Linked DNA regions of Drosophila melanogaster: regions 2 and 3 are each linked to region 1. A link is a contact called in public Hi-C data. All regions are on one chromosome and are shown on one strand. Each heading gives the region's core, a stretch centred on a gene start, on an enhancer-like site or on the middle of the called end of the contact. The rest is flanking DNA. Distances are from core to core; before and after follow the strand shown. Region 1 holds the start of Ubr1 (Ubr1 ubiquitin ligase). Region 2 holds the start of baz (bazooka). Region 3 holds the start of CG13004.

Region 1 (4,062 bases), core at 473-2,972:
AAATTCGCGGAAATGTGAAATAGACGAAACGTGAGAACAGCAACAAAGTCAACAAAAGCGTGCAATTGCTCAATGGCAATAAACAAAAGACGAAAGCAGAACAAAAATAGTACTAAAACACACGGCGAATAATGATAATTCAAGAGCGAGAGTTTTTAATGGGATTCGGCCAACTTTTGACGCCCCATCGATTTGGCATTGTGGTAGTTACCATTATTTGTTTACCATTATTTTTAATCGAAAAAGTGGTGTATCCTATTTGAAAACTTTTTTTTTGAAATTAACCTTTCTTGGAATTGAAAACAATCCGATTGCACTCTTTTCTATTGGATTGATCAATGCCTATATATGTATCATTAATATCTCTATACAGGGTCTGCCTGCGTAATTTTGAGTTCTGATGTATGGGGTCATACCAGAAACTAGCTGTTTCCCGAGCGCAATAAAACTAGTTATTAGATCTTTTAGCCCTTCCCGCAGATTCCTACGATCAAGGATTGTGACTATGACTATGCGATGACTGTGCATCTCGACTCACCTTTAACTGTAGCGCTAGTCTGGTAATCAAAATACTTGGGAGACTCGCGCTTTAAGAACTCGATGATATCGGAGCGGTCTAGTGTGCCCGCCTGGCGCTTGAGGCGCCACTCCTTGAGCGGCGAACTGCACTCGGCAGGGGGCGCCACAACGACGTCCTCCATGTCGTAGCGATCCATCGTTGCTCTCGCTTGCACTCGCACTGTCTCCTCTCTTTTTCTCTTTCCTGGTGAGGATGAGAAAAACAAAATAATTGCAGCGGGGCTGTGTATGTTCGTGTGTGCGATGGGGACGTCTCGCTCTCTATCTTTCTTCCTTTCTCTATCGTCCGTGTGTCCTTGCTATTCCTGCGACAGTAGTTGTTGTTGCTGATGTTGTTGTTGCATTGGTTGTCACATGTGTTTTTTGCGAAAAGCAAAAAAAACGGGATTAGGTTAGGATGCGGGACAACAAAAATGTTCGATTGCGCTCTCGCTCTCATGTCGTAGAAGAATTTTCGATTCTTGTTTTGGAGCACAGACACTTACTTGTTAATAAAGAAATTATATTTTTACAACAGTGTCGAAATTTACAAAAGCTGACAATTCAATCGAGGAAAAATTTGTGTACGAATGGCGAGGAAACACTTAGTGTGCAGCTGTTGCTTTGCACTTTTTCCTTTGTATCAGCCAGTTGTGATTTTTTTTATTTCATTTTTGACAGCAAGCAAAAGCAAAAAAAAAAGAGAGACGGAGCGCATGGCAAAACGCGAGAAACAGTAACTTCAAACACACGCACACACATGCACGGCCACGGGCACTATTTTTGGTTTTATTATATTTTTATAATAATCGTTTATTATCTACAATTTTCCTTTTGGTTGCCTTTACGTGCGCTTAGCACCTTAAAAAAATAGCTTCTCTTTTTCTTTATTTTTCACTTTCTGACAATCACACACACGAACACGCACACCAACTTAAATTCACTCTACTGCGTTTCGCTTTCGTTTTCTTATTTTCCCAAACTTTTGCACGTACCTATTTCTTTTTTTGTTTGGCTCGTGGTGTATTCACGAGCAATTTAGACCTGTGTTGTTAGTTAAATCTACTTATTTCAACTGGCACAACGAAGATTCGTCTGCCAATTTCGTAACCTAAACGCAAAAAAACAAGACTGTCATCGATATAAGCAGGCGTTTTATGTCTGCGTCTATCGGGCAATACGGTACGTCGATATCTGGTCGTGCTAACATCGATAGCATGCGAGCGGTAATAGTGAGTGCACACTACGAAGTTGCTCATCAATCGCTATCGATAAGAAATCCATTTTCCGCCATTCAGTTATGTATATGGTAATTGAAATTGTTTTCCATTTGTCAAAATAAAACTAAAGATGATTTCAAATTGTTTGCCTAATGTACACGCTGTATTTACGTTTAGACACTAATTGCAATAAGCAATAGTACATTTTAGGTAAATGTTGTAGTGAAAAAAACCAAATATATCTAAAAGGGATACAATCAATTAAAGACCCAGATTAATTTAAAAGCCCCGAATGCAAAAAACAACAAAATATCAAAACCAGATTTTTCTATTTAATCTTACATACACACAAAAATGTCTTTATTGTTTCGCTTTTTTGGTTTTTTAGTTGCTTTGGATCGCTTTGTTGGTATACTTGTGTCTGTTTGTTGGAAATACATAGTTTTGTTCGTTTTTTCGCTATATCTATTTGGATTCGGTTCGATTTCGGCTTTGAATACTTTATGCTGAGATGTTGTTTTGAAACCAAATCACTTCGTTCAATACTGTCCAGTTTTGGTCTTTTTTGTGTTAGATGGTGTGGTTTCTGTGCTCAACTAAATAATCAGGCATGCTCCGGTAGTCGTAATTTTGTTTCGATTTCGATTTGGGAAAAATCTTTCGATTTCGTTATTAGGTGCTCCGGTTTTGTAAATAGCATTATTTACAAACAACACTTTTGGCCATCCTCTAGATAAGTTATTGAATTCTTTGATATTGTATCTGCCTGTTTCGTTTCACCAACAATATGGAATTCTTCCCAAAAACACTTGTCGATGTACCTATAACTCCTTGCCAAATCGAAACTTTTTGTTGCCGAAGGCAAAATTCTGTTTGACCAATGTTGAGGTGTGGTCAGAAATAAAATTTTTATAAAATAACTAAGTGGCAAAATGATCTTGTGGTGATGTGAAATAAACATCAATAGACCACTGAGTAAACTATTATTTGCCCTTTTGAAAATAAGATCTGATTTGCTAAAAAAAAAAGGCATTTACTTTTCATTTCGGATAGACAAAAGTGTCCGTTTTACAAATCGAAAACTTTCTTACGATTTCGAAAACCGGAGCACAGATTTTTCAAAATAGTTAAATTTGTACGAATTTGATTACCGGAGCATGCCGGAATATGTGGGTTTTCCATCGTTTCCTTTGTACTTTAGGGAAATGAGTTGTATGTTGCAGTTTGTATTTGTTGTTAGCTTTGCGTTTACATTATTTGGTTCCACGTAGTTAATGGCTTTTTGTCGCTTTGGTAGCTTGGAATACATTAAATTCTGCCTTAGCACAATTACATATATAGTTTTCCTTTAGTTTATTATAGAATTGTTGTTTTAAACATTTATAAATATGCATTTATCGTTTAGTTAAGTTTAACATTCATATTTATTCTCGGGTCTGTTTTTGGGCATTCTCTTCATTTGGTTTAGTTAACTTGGGTTTCAAGTGGCTGCGACCCCCCATCGTGTACAACATTTAAAGCTTGACTATATTGTTTTATTTGGATTTCTTAGTTTTAGTTGGATTCCGGAAGTCGGGGGCCTCTCGTCGGTCCCACTACAATAAAATTTCAATTTCAATTTCGATTTCGCTTATTGACGCAACATTTAACACCTAGGCTTTTGACAAGTAAATTCCATTTCAAATATGGAATTCGCAACTTCCTCCTTCCGTTTAATGTTAATGGTAAAAAAATCTAAAAAAAATTGTTTCGCCACTTGTTTTTTTTTCTTGGTTTAGTTCTCGCTAAAGCACACCAATTCCCCCCACATATGTACATATATACATATGTATAAAACATATGTGTCCTGATCCAATGCGATCGATATACATAGGGGGCTTTGCAAGCCTGGGACTTGTCTTTAGTGTGGCACAATCTACGCTCCATCCACTCTCCATATATATATTTAGATTAAAAATTAGATCTGTTTTGGATGCTAGACAGCTGGAAATACCCTGTATCCACAGCATTGAACGTCGAATGAATATGAAGATTAAAGCTTTTGCACACCGAAAGTCGGGAGAGAAGAATCGCATTCGCGATCACGATCGGGATCGGGATGAGTATCAATGGAGTACAGGGTATTTTATAGTCGCCTACTCTCGACTATCACAAACATTCAATGGGGCATTAAGCTTTCAATTCTCCTCTCCAAATTTTTCATGACTACTCACAAACACTTGTTGGCTATTTAAAAGATATTTCCACCATCTTTCATTTGGACTGATTTGTGCAATTGTTTCAA
Region 2 (4,062 bases), core at 716-3,215, 190 kb after region 1:
TGGAACGCCCTTAATCCGCAGGTCATGGTACATGTACTTCAGAGTCTGCAGGCATTTGGTTAGATTCTCGGCGTTGATCTTGCTGTCAAAGACGCTGGGATCGGCGTCAACCAGACGGGCGGCGCAATGAATGTGAAACCGGGCGCACTGCTCCACCAGCTTCACAGCGCCCAGAGAGCATAGCTCCTGCTGGGTGATCTCCTTTCGGATGGACCTCGTGCGATCCCAAACGAAGTGGAACCAATCGCCCATATGGCTTTGCGGATCCTGGCGCTCGCTAATGTCCATGATCTCATGCATTAGATAGCTCATGGTCATGTGCAGGGCAGTCTCATTGCGCAGTTCATGCGGCAGTGGCGTCTCCTGGTCGGCACTGCTGCGCGAGTACTGCTTCAGGGCTCTTTCGTGACAGATTAGCTCATCGGAGCCCGGTTGTAGTTCATAGTAGGCTACCTGGCGCTGGAATTCTCTCAGCACGCGCTCCTTTTCCGGACACATATCGGCGCAGTGACCCTGGGTGGCACCGGACAGCTTGTGTTGCGTTCGGTTCAACCGGAGCAGCTTATCGCGGGCATCCAGCACGCTGAACTTCTCCTCGCTTGTATGGGCGGGTCTGCGCATCATGTTCTCAAGATCCCTGAGCTGGGCAGGCGTACGATCTCTGCTCACCGGCGCCGTTGCGGGCCCAACTGGTATGGCAGGCAGCATTGAACTGCCACCGCTACCACTGCTGCCATTTTGTGGTTTTTTTATCGGCTTGCCCGACCCATACTCATTGCGCCAGCCCGACTGCAGTGCACTCAACTCCGCCTGAATGTCAGGATCCACCCACTCCTCCGTTTTCTGTGCCGGCGCCGTCTCGTTATCAGCATAGGATATATCAAACAGGTGACCCTGAAAGCTGGCGCCATCGAGAAGCGCCCGCGCCGCCTCGTCCTCGCTGGCATAGCTTACGGTGCAGGTCATTCGCCGCGGACGCAGGACGAAGTTTACGAGGGTTCCAAAACGTCCAAAGTGCGAACGCGCCACATATTTGTCCAAAAATAGCTCCGGAATGTTTCTGCATCTGGGGATTCGTATGGAACTATAGTTGACATCGCTCTGCCTTTGATGAACGAACTTTTACTCACAATAATGTCTTGTAGTTGTAGCCGCCGGGACGGGGTTCTGCCATCGATCGAATATAGTTTAAGGTTTTTAGTTTCTTTTTTAGCTGAATGAGAGCGAATGTGTGCTTTGTTGTTACAATATTGCCGTCAAGCGATTGCCGGTAATCGATAACGCAAATCTGAAAATGGCGCGAAAAAAATACCGCAATGGCTATCCCACCCACACAATATCGTTCAGGTTTAATTGAAAATTTTAATGTTTTACATTCGAGATGAATGTATTTGCCTAATAAATAAAATGTTAACAGGAGTTGGTAAACATATATTCTTAGGAAATTAGGAAATGCTTGGGGCGTTCCTTAAACTGTTGAATGAAATCGAACATCTTCTTATATTATCTTATATATATATGAATATATATATAGGTGTAGCAATCTTTTTAAGTTCTTTTTATTCTCTTTTAAGCTCTCGATTCAAACTCCTCGATCTTGATAACACTATCTGTCGTTCTTAGGACTATACAATTAATCCTATCGAAATTGGTTGTTCCTAGTATTTTATATTTATACATAGCTTACATAAGAAATATTTTCATCTTTACACTTTAATATTTTAAGACGATTAATTACCTCTTAATCAATATCTCTATTTAATAGGCTGACTTATATAAAGCAATGCAAATTCAATAAAACTTATTGCAGAATTAGATGGCATTTAGCCCAATCCCTGATTTTAAAATAAGCGGGAGATAACGAGCAGTAGTGTGACCGCCCAGTAAAGTATAACCAAATACCGCGAAGAAGCCAAGCTGCTGTTCCGATAGTATCGATGAGCCTGCCATCCCCAGAATTTTGGTCATTTGTTGTTGCTCGCCAGGGCGAATTCGAACTCGAAGCGCAGTAATCAACGCGCTGCTCGTGGATTTTTTTTGCATTTTTTTGAGTTCAAATAGTTCGTTAATAAGAGTGGCGGTCAACGATACTATTCCACTTGCAATCGAAATATGAATAGTTGAAAGTGATAAACAACAAGAAAGAAGCGACGCCAACGGGCGAAAAAGGAGATAACCGAAAACGAAAAACACGACAAAAGCAACGTTAAAAGAGAGTAACAGAAAAGATATAAAAACGATGATCGAACCGTAAATTTAAAACCATGCAATCTACAGCGCATAATATATAATAATTTGACCAAAACAAATGCCAAGTTTGCGAGCGAGAGCGAAGAACGTTAAAAAAAGAAGTAAATAAATGATCTTGGCCCGCTGTTTGTTGTTCTTGTTATTATGGTTGCCGTTGTTGTAACTCGTTTTTTTTAATGCGCGCGTGTATGAATCACACAAACACAACAAAACAAACAATAACAACGATGCCTTACGGTGAAATATGCTAAGTAAATAGCAAAAGAGAGTTCCAGTTTCCAGAGAGCGACAGAGAGGGAGAGCGCGCGAGAGCGACTACAAGTACATACTGGAAAGCGATCCCGATCCTTTTTCCAGGCACGCAGCCATCTCGCTCGCACCCATGCCGCCCTAGACCAACTTTTGTTGCAGCTGCCTAACAACCAACAATACAGCAACAACAAGCGCACTGTGCACGCGAAAGGAGCAACAAGGATGGCGATAGCTGGAAAGCGACGACGATGATGATGATGCGGTCGTAACAACAACAGCAACAAGAACAACAAAAAGCTGCTGCAGGCAGACGAGCATAGCGTTAAAAAAAAGTAGCTGCATACAAAATAGTAATAGGAAAAAATCCGAAAAATTCGAGAAAAAAATAAGTTAAAGAAACGATCGCCCAATTTAATCAAGTGCATATATGTGTGTGCAAAATAAAAAGTGCATTGCAGCAGTCAAAAATACATACTTATTATCGCAGATCGAAGACGATAATAGTTATTGTTAACACGAAAAGTACGAAATGAAGGTCACCGTCTGCTTCGGCGACGTTCGCATTCTGGTTCCCTGTGGTTCCGGCGAACTCCTCGTCCGCGATCTCGTCAAGGAGGCCACGCGACGCTACATCAAGGCGGCCGGCAAGGTAAGGGGATATACCTGATATATATGATATAGTATTATAAAGTATTACTTTACCCATCGATAGTAATTTTGATGGATAACACTTCTGGAGTTACGGGAGGTACTATGTAACTGATATAATAAATACATTAATTATAAAGAAGGTTATCTCAAAATATATTATATATACATACAAAGGACATTTACTTCATACATATGTATGACTTATAAAAATACCAATGGATTCCAATATTATACTAATTTTCTTTAATTGTATCATTATTATATTCATACAAAAAAAACCCAATTAACTTAGAATTCTAGACAATAATGTTAGGCCCAATATTATTTATGATTATATTAATGATATACATATAGACAACCGTTATCTCTCCCAATTCGTTTGAATATTTGCATTCAAAAGTATAAAAACTAATAGATATCGTAAAATACCCCGAAGCTCTCAAATATATATTATTATACACAGATAATGGTAGAAACTGGTAAAAAAAAATCAAATGGCTCTTATGGAATAAACAAATACAAATAAATAAAATGATATCTTTTCATGTAGAAATTAGTGCTCCTACATTTATTTATGTTGGTTACCAACCCATTTCAGAAAGTGCTGACAAAATATAATAAAATATTACCATTTTACTTATTACTTATTACTTCTCTGTGACATCCAGTTGAAATGTTGATATGATATGGTTATCGGGGTCATAAACGTTATTAAAAAGAAAAGTGTCGCTAATGAGCGTTATTATAATCGTATATTTGGTTGGCCATTAACTTATAATTATAGGATTTTGTTTCTTAGCATGCACTTTCAATTAGTTAAGTCCGAAGAGTTAAGTTAAGTTTTAAGTTTTGCACACTATTTGAAAAGATTTTGAAAGGAATCTATCAATTGCTACGTATCTTACATAC
Region 3 (4,062 bases), core at 470-2,969, 130 kb before region 1:
TTGTATTTTTTTTTTTTTTTCACATGCTGGACTGCGCAAGAAGTGGCTATATACAACGATACTATATATAGAAACTAATGATGAAAACATTTAATTTCTGTTGCCTGCTATCAATAAATTTTATTTATCCGCTGTTGCTCTTGACGAATCTTCTCACTCGTTGGTGAAACAAAAACATTTCGAAGTGTGGAAACACTTTGTTTACTTTTTTTTTCTTCCCAAGGAAGGGGATTTCAAAATAAATGGCTTTGTTCTAGCTGCTGATAAGCATTGAAACTGAAAACACCTGTTTTCCAAGCGAAGGGATAGCTCAAAAAGAATTTTTTTTTTTTTGTTGCCAATTTGCATGGTCCACAAAGAGAAGAAAAAGAAGAGCAATGCGAATATGCACACCAGCTGTCTGCCATCCCTTTCACTCCACTGGCTTTTGCCACTTTGTGCATTTTATTTATAGAATTAGAAATCGGGGGGTTACTTGGGGTAAACATGTTTGTCGGCATTTGTTACACTTCGGAAAAGCGACCCACTTGGAAAAGCCTATTTGGGAAAGTTGTGACCTCCATGGTATATAAACGTAGTTTGTAGAATGCTAAATAATGATTGAAATTATGATTATTCTAGGGGAACATCATCTTTGACTAAAAAGCTTTTTTACTTTATGGTAACGCTTTTATATCAAAAAATCTATATTCATGTGCATATACGATCTTTTTTATAAGATTAAAGCATTGTTGTTACAATATTATCGCCTTTTATTACTAGCTTAACTAAACCTTTAGTAGCATATAGGAATTTCTTTGTGTGTACTCACTCGAAAATGCTTTTTGGCCGCCGTGGATCTTCCTCTCTCTTTCTGCTCTCTATCTCACGCACTCTTTTGCTCGTTTCGTTTTTGCAATTCTTCGATTGAATTCTCTTCCTCACATTTGAGGAGCACAAAAAGCCAAACAATAAAAAAAAAAAAACAAACAAAAAGCACTGAAATTCTGTTTTTCCTTCTTTTGTTTTATATTAGCAATTATGCACGCGTTTCAATTGTTTTTCGTGGGGGGATTTTTTGTTTTAAAATTTATTTTTGTTTTGTTTTGTTATGTTGTGATTATTTTGCGGTTGCAAATGAGATCTCGAGATCGTTGGCACAAATAATTGCAGCAAGTTGAATGGACTTCTTTGGGGGGAATTTCGTCTTGGATTGGAATTATCGGTGCTGGCTTTGGGTATACTCGTAGTGCTCCTTCCTGAAGTTTGGATCCTCGCCGCTCTCACAGAAAATCCAGCGCCTGTGCACCATTACAACAAATCTTGGATCGATTCTCTCTCCTTCGCGCAGGATTCGTAATAAAGGATTTGGTTTTGTTTTGGTTTCGGATTAGGATTCGGATTCGGAGACACCACCACCCTCGGATTCCTTTTTTGCCCACTCACTGAACTTTGGAATTGTGGAACACAACGATGCTACTACTACGGACGACCGGTCTACGAGCAGGAACTGCGTTCATATACACATCTTCGATCTCGATCTCGACGTGGAATCTCGATGTCGATGTTGGGTATATAGAAATGGATGTTTGTTATTTTCTGTTTTTCCGTCTTCTGTTCGATGGCCCCCCGCTTCCTCTGTTCGACGGTCTTTATTCGGTAGGGTCTTTATGCTTTTCTTTTCTGAACGGCCTGAGAATTTCGAACCAGAGGCGAAGAATGCTGAGAAGCGACTGGCAGATTGCAAACATCGCTGCCAGCGCCTCGCTTTCCGCTGCCGACGTCGACTGAGGCGGCGGCGTTTGTTATTGCTTTTGTTGCGGCTCGCGAAGATGCTCTCCACTCTCCGCTCTCCAATCTTCGCACCAGAGATGTTGCAACTGCTCGGGAAAAAATATATGTAGTCAATGTAACTGCAAATATAATTTAAAAGATCAAATTATGATACAATTTTTATATGAATATTTCTTATAAACTGAACTTTATGTGACTTTGCAATTGTATTTAAGTGGAGAATCCTTAAAAAACTTTATTTTACTATACTATAGATTGGATTTTTTTTAAATTTAATTATAAGCTTGCATGTATTGCTGAAGATTGCCACACTTTATCGACTTCTTTCTTTAAATACTTTTACAAGACCTTGACGGAAGAAAAGCTAGCAGCGCTGCAAAAATTATCAAACTGCTTAACTTCACGAATATGCTAAGAAAAAGTTTAAAAACTGCCCAAAAACAGAAAGTTATTTTTTAAAACATAACCTAAATGAATTAAATTAAAATATTTTTTAAGTCTTTATTGTTTATTTTAGACACAAAAAAAAGAATTATTTATTGATCATAAAACTTTTCTGTTCAAAATCACAGTGATCGCGTTAGCATCTCTAGGAACATTCGTAGAACTAGTTTGGTTCTCTCATCCTCTCGCAGCTACAATGTGAGCTGTATGAATCGTGACGCGAGTGCCAGTTGAAGACTGTCTTCGCAATTCTTCGCTCCGCCGCTCTCTCTACTGCTGCTGCTCGTTCGCTCATTCTCGATTCTGCGCTCGAGTGCCTGGTGATAAGAGATGCCGTTATCTGATTGCCAATGTGACACATTGAGGCGGCGATGGGCCAACGCTTGTTGTTGTTGTCGCAGCTTTACGATCTGCACACGCACACACAAAAGCACTGATAAGAGTAGACACCTCTTCTGCCGCCTGTCTTTCCACCTTCTGTCTGGAGTCTTCTGCTCTTTCTTCGGTCTTGCGACTTCTGCACGCTTATCTTCCTGCTCCTTTATCTTTATTCGCACATTCTTGGCCTGGCAAGTGGTGAAATCTTCACTTACTGGTATTTATTTGTGTCTTTTCGGATAGTTGGCTCTCAGAAATGTTTATGGGGCTTACCTTGGTCGTGAGCCATTGGATTTAGGATCTCAGCGGGGAGTTTCGGGAATTCACTAAGATGTGAGAAGAGATTACAGATTTTGCGAAGCAGCAGAAGCCACTGCATTAGAAGTTATAAAGTGGTAAATGAAAATATTTTTTTTTATACGAGTACAGCAGATAAAAAAGATTATGCCATAAAAACTATAAGATAAAGGAATCATTTTGCGTATCATTCTGCGTTTGCTTCATGCGTTAAGCAGTAGTTTCATTTAAAAATAGTTCGTTTATAAAAAAAAGATATAGCAGGAATTAAATCTTTACGGTTTGATTTGCAATATTGAGCTAAAACAAGAAGGTACGTCCTAAAGTAGGCTTGACTGTACATTACCTTTTGCCTTATCGGACTAATTTTTTGATCCGTAAAAATTGAACAATAAAACCCGATTGCGTCATCCAAATATTGTTTTCTGTTGTATTGTATTGTACGAGTATTTAATTTAAAATAAATGTGGGTCAATGGATTATCAATGCCCCGAATGAGGCGTCGAATAGACACGATTAGCCTGGATACGAAGCACCGGGTACCGTTACACCGATTAGATTATATCATATATGTATGTATGCCCATAGGATAGTTCAATGAACAGATGAAAACCAGTGCAATGACTCGAGATGATCACTCTTTTTTTTTTTTAGGTACGCAGATATATGGATTTCCAGAGAGAACGGGACTTAGAGAGGCAAAGTCCCATTTAAGGTTTTATAGCGAAAACGTGATCGGGCTGCTCTCTAAAAAAAAAAGAAATCCCCTCTCGCTCCCACCACATTTGCCCGTAGCATCGCCTTTGGGAAAAACTTGTACAAAATGCCGGTCACGTCGCATGCTGCTGTATCTGTATCTGCGTATCTTTTCCTGCATCTCAACTTCACTGCCATTCGCAAGTATCTGTATCTTGGCCAAAAGCCCTGCCAAAGAAAATTAGATAAGTCGCATCCCCCGGATAAAACTTGGCCACATTCGGTTCCAGTTTGAGACTCATACTCATATTCCGGGAGACAAATTGATAGCGGGGCAGCAAAGCTTTATGGCTTATGGGACGGGAAGTCGTTGTTGCTTAGGCTTATCTCGAGACCTCGCGGGTAATAATACAAAAAAATATAAATAAAAAAATGTATAAACAGAGGTAAACATCTGACAGTCGGAGCAGGGTG

What was found. A called contact is a pair of places that touch in the nucleus more often than the background predicts.
Region 2: a contact with region 1 is called in a Hi-C map of the Kc167 cell line, with 1.9 times the contacts expected there. The contact joins the promoter of baz here to the promoter of Ubr1 in region 1. A contact is called at or near these places in 5 of 107 Hi-C or Micro-C datasets (the D17-c3 cell line, the Kc167 cell line, the OSC cell line and 2 more).
Region 3: a Hi-C map of the Kc167 cell line shows a contact between it and region 1, with 1.9 times the contacts expected there. The contact joins the promoter of CG13004 here to the promoter of Ubr1 in region 1. A contact is called at or near these places in 6 of 107 Hi-C or Micro-C datasets (the D17-c3 cell line, the Kc167 cell line, the S2 cell line and 1 more).

The regions. Positions count from the first base shown.
Region 1 is chrX:16,966,957-16,971,018 of dm6, forward strand. Ubr1 (Ubr1 ubiquitin ligase) reads right to left here and starts at 1,723. Exons shown (of 11, transcript NM_001298427.1): 1 at 1,554-1,723; 2 at 539-905. The coding sequence starts at 716. It overlaps CG45002, which reads right to left. Exons shown (of 10, transcript NM_001298429.1): 10 at 2,113-4,062.
Region 2 is chrX:17,158,041-17,162,102 of dm6, forward strand. baz (bazooka) reads left to right here and starts at 1,966. Exons shown (of 8, transcript NM_001347807.1): 1 at 1,966-3,151. The coding sequence starts at 3,032. xmas (xmas,) reads right to left here and starts at 1,266. Exons shown (of 5, transcript NM_001370033.1): 1 at 1,131-1,266; 2 at 1-1,066. The coding sequence starts at 1,174.
Region 3 is chrX:16,833,801-16,837,862 of dm6, forward strand. It overlaps CG13004, which reads right to left and starts at 1,720. Exons shown (of 4, transcript NM_001258792.2): 1 at 812-1,720. It overlaps CG46306, which reads right to left and starts at 1,720. Exons shown (of 3, transcript NM_001347784.1): 1 at 812-1,720. The coding sequence starts at 1,291. The coding sequence ends at 1,199.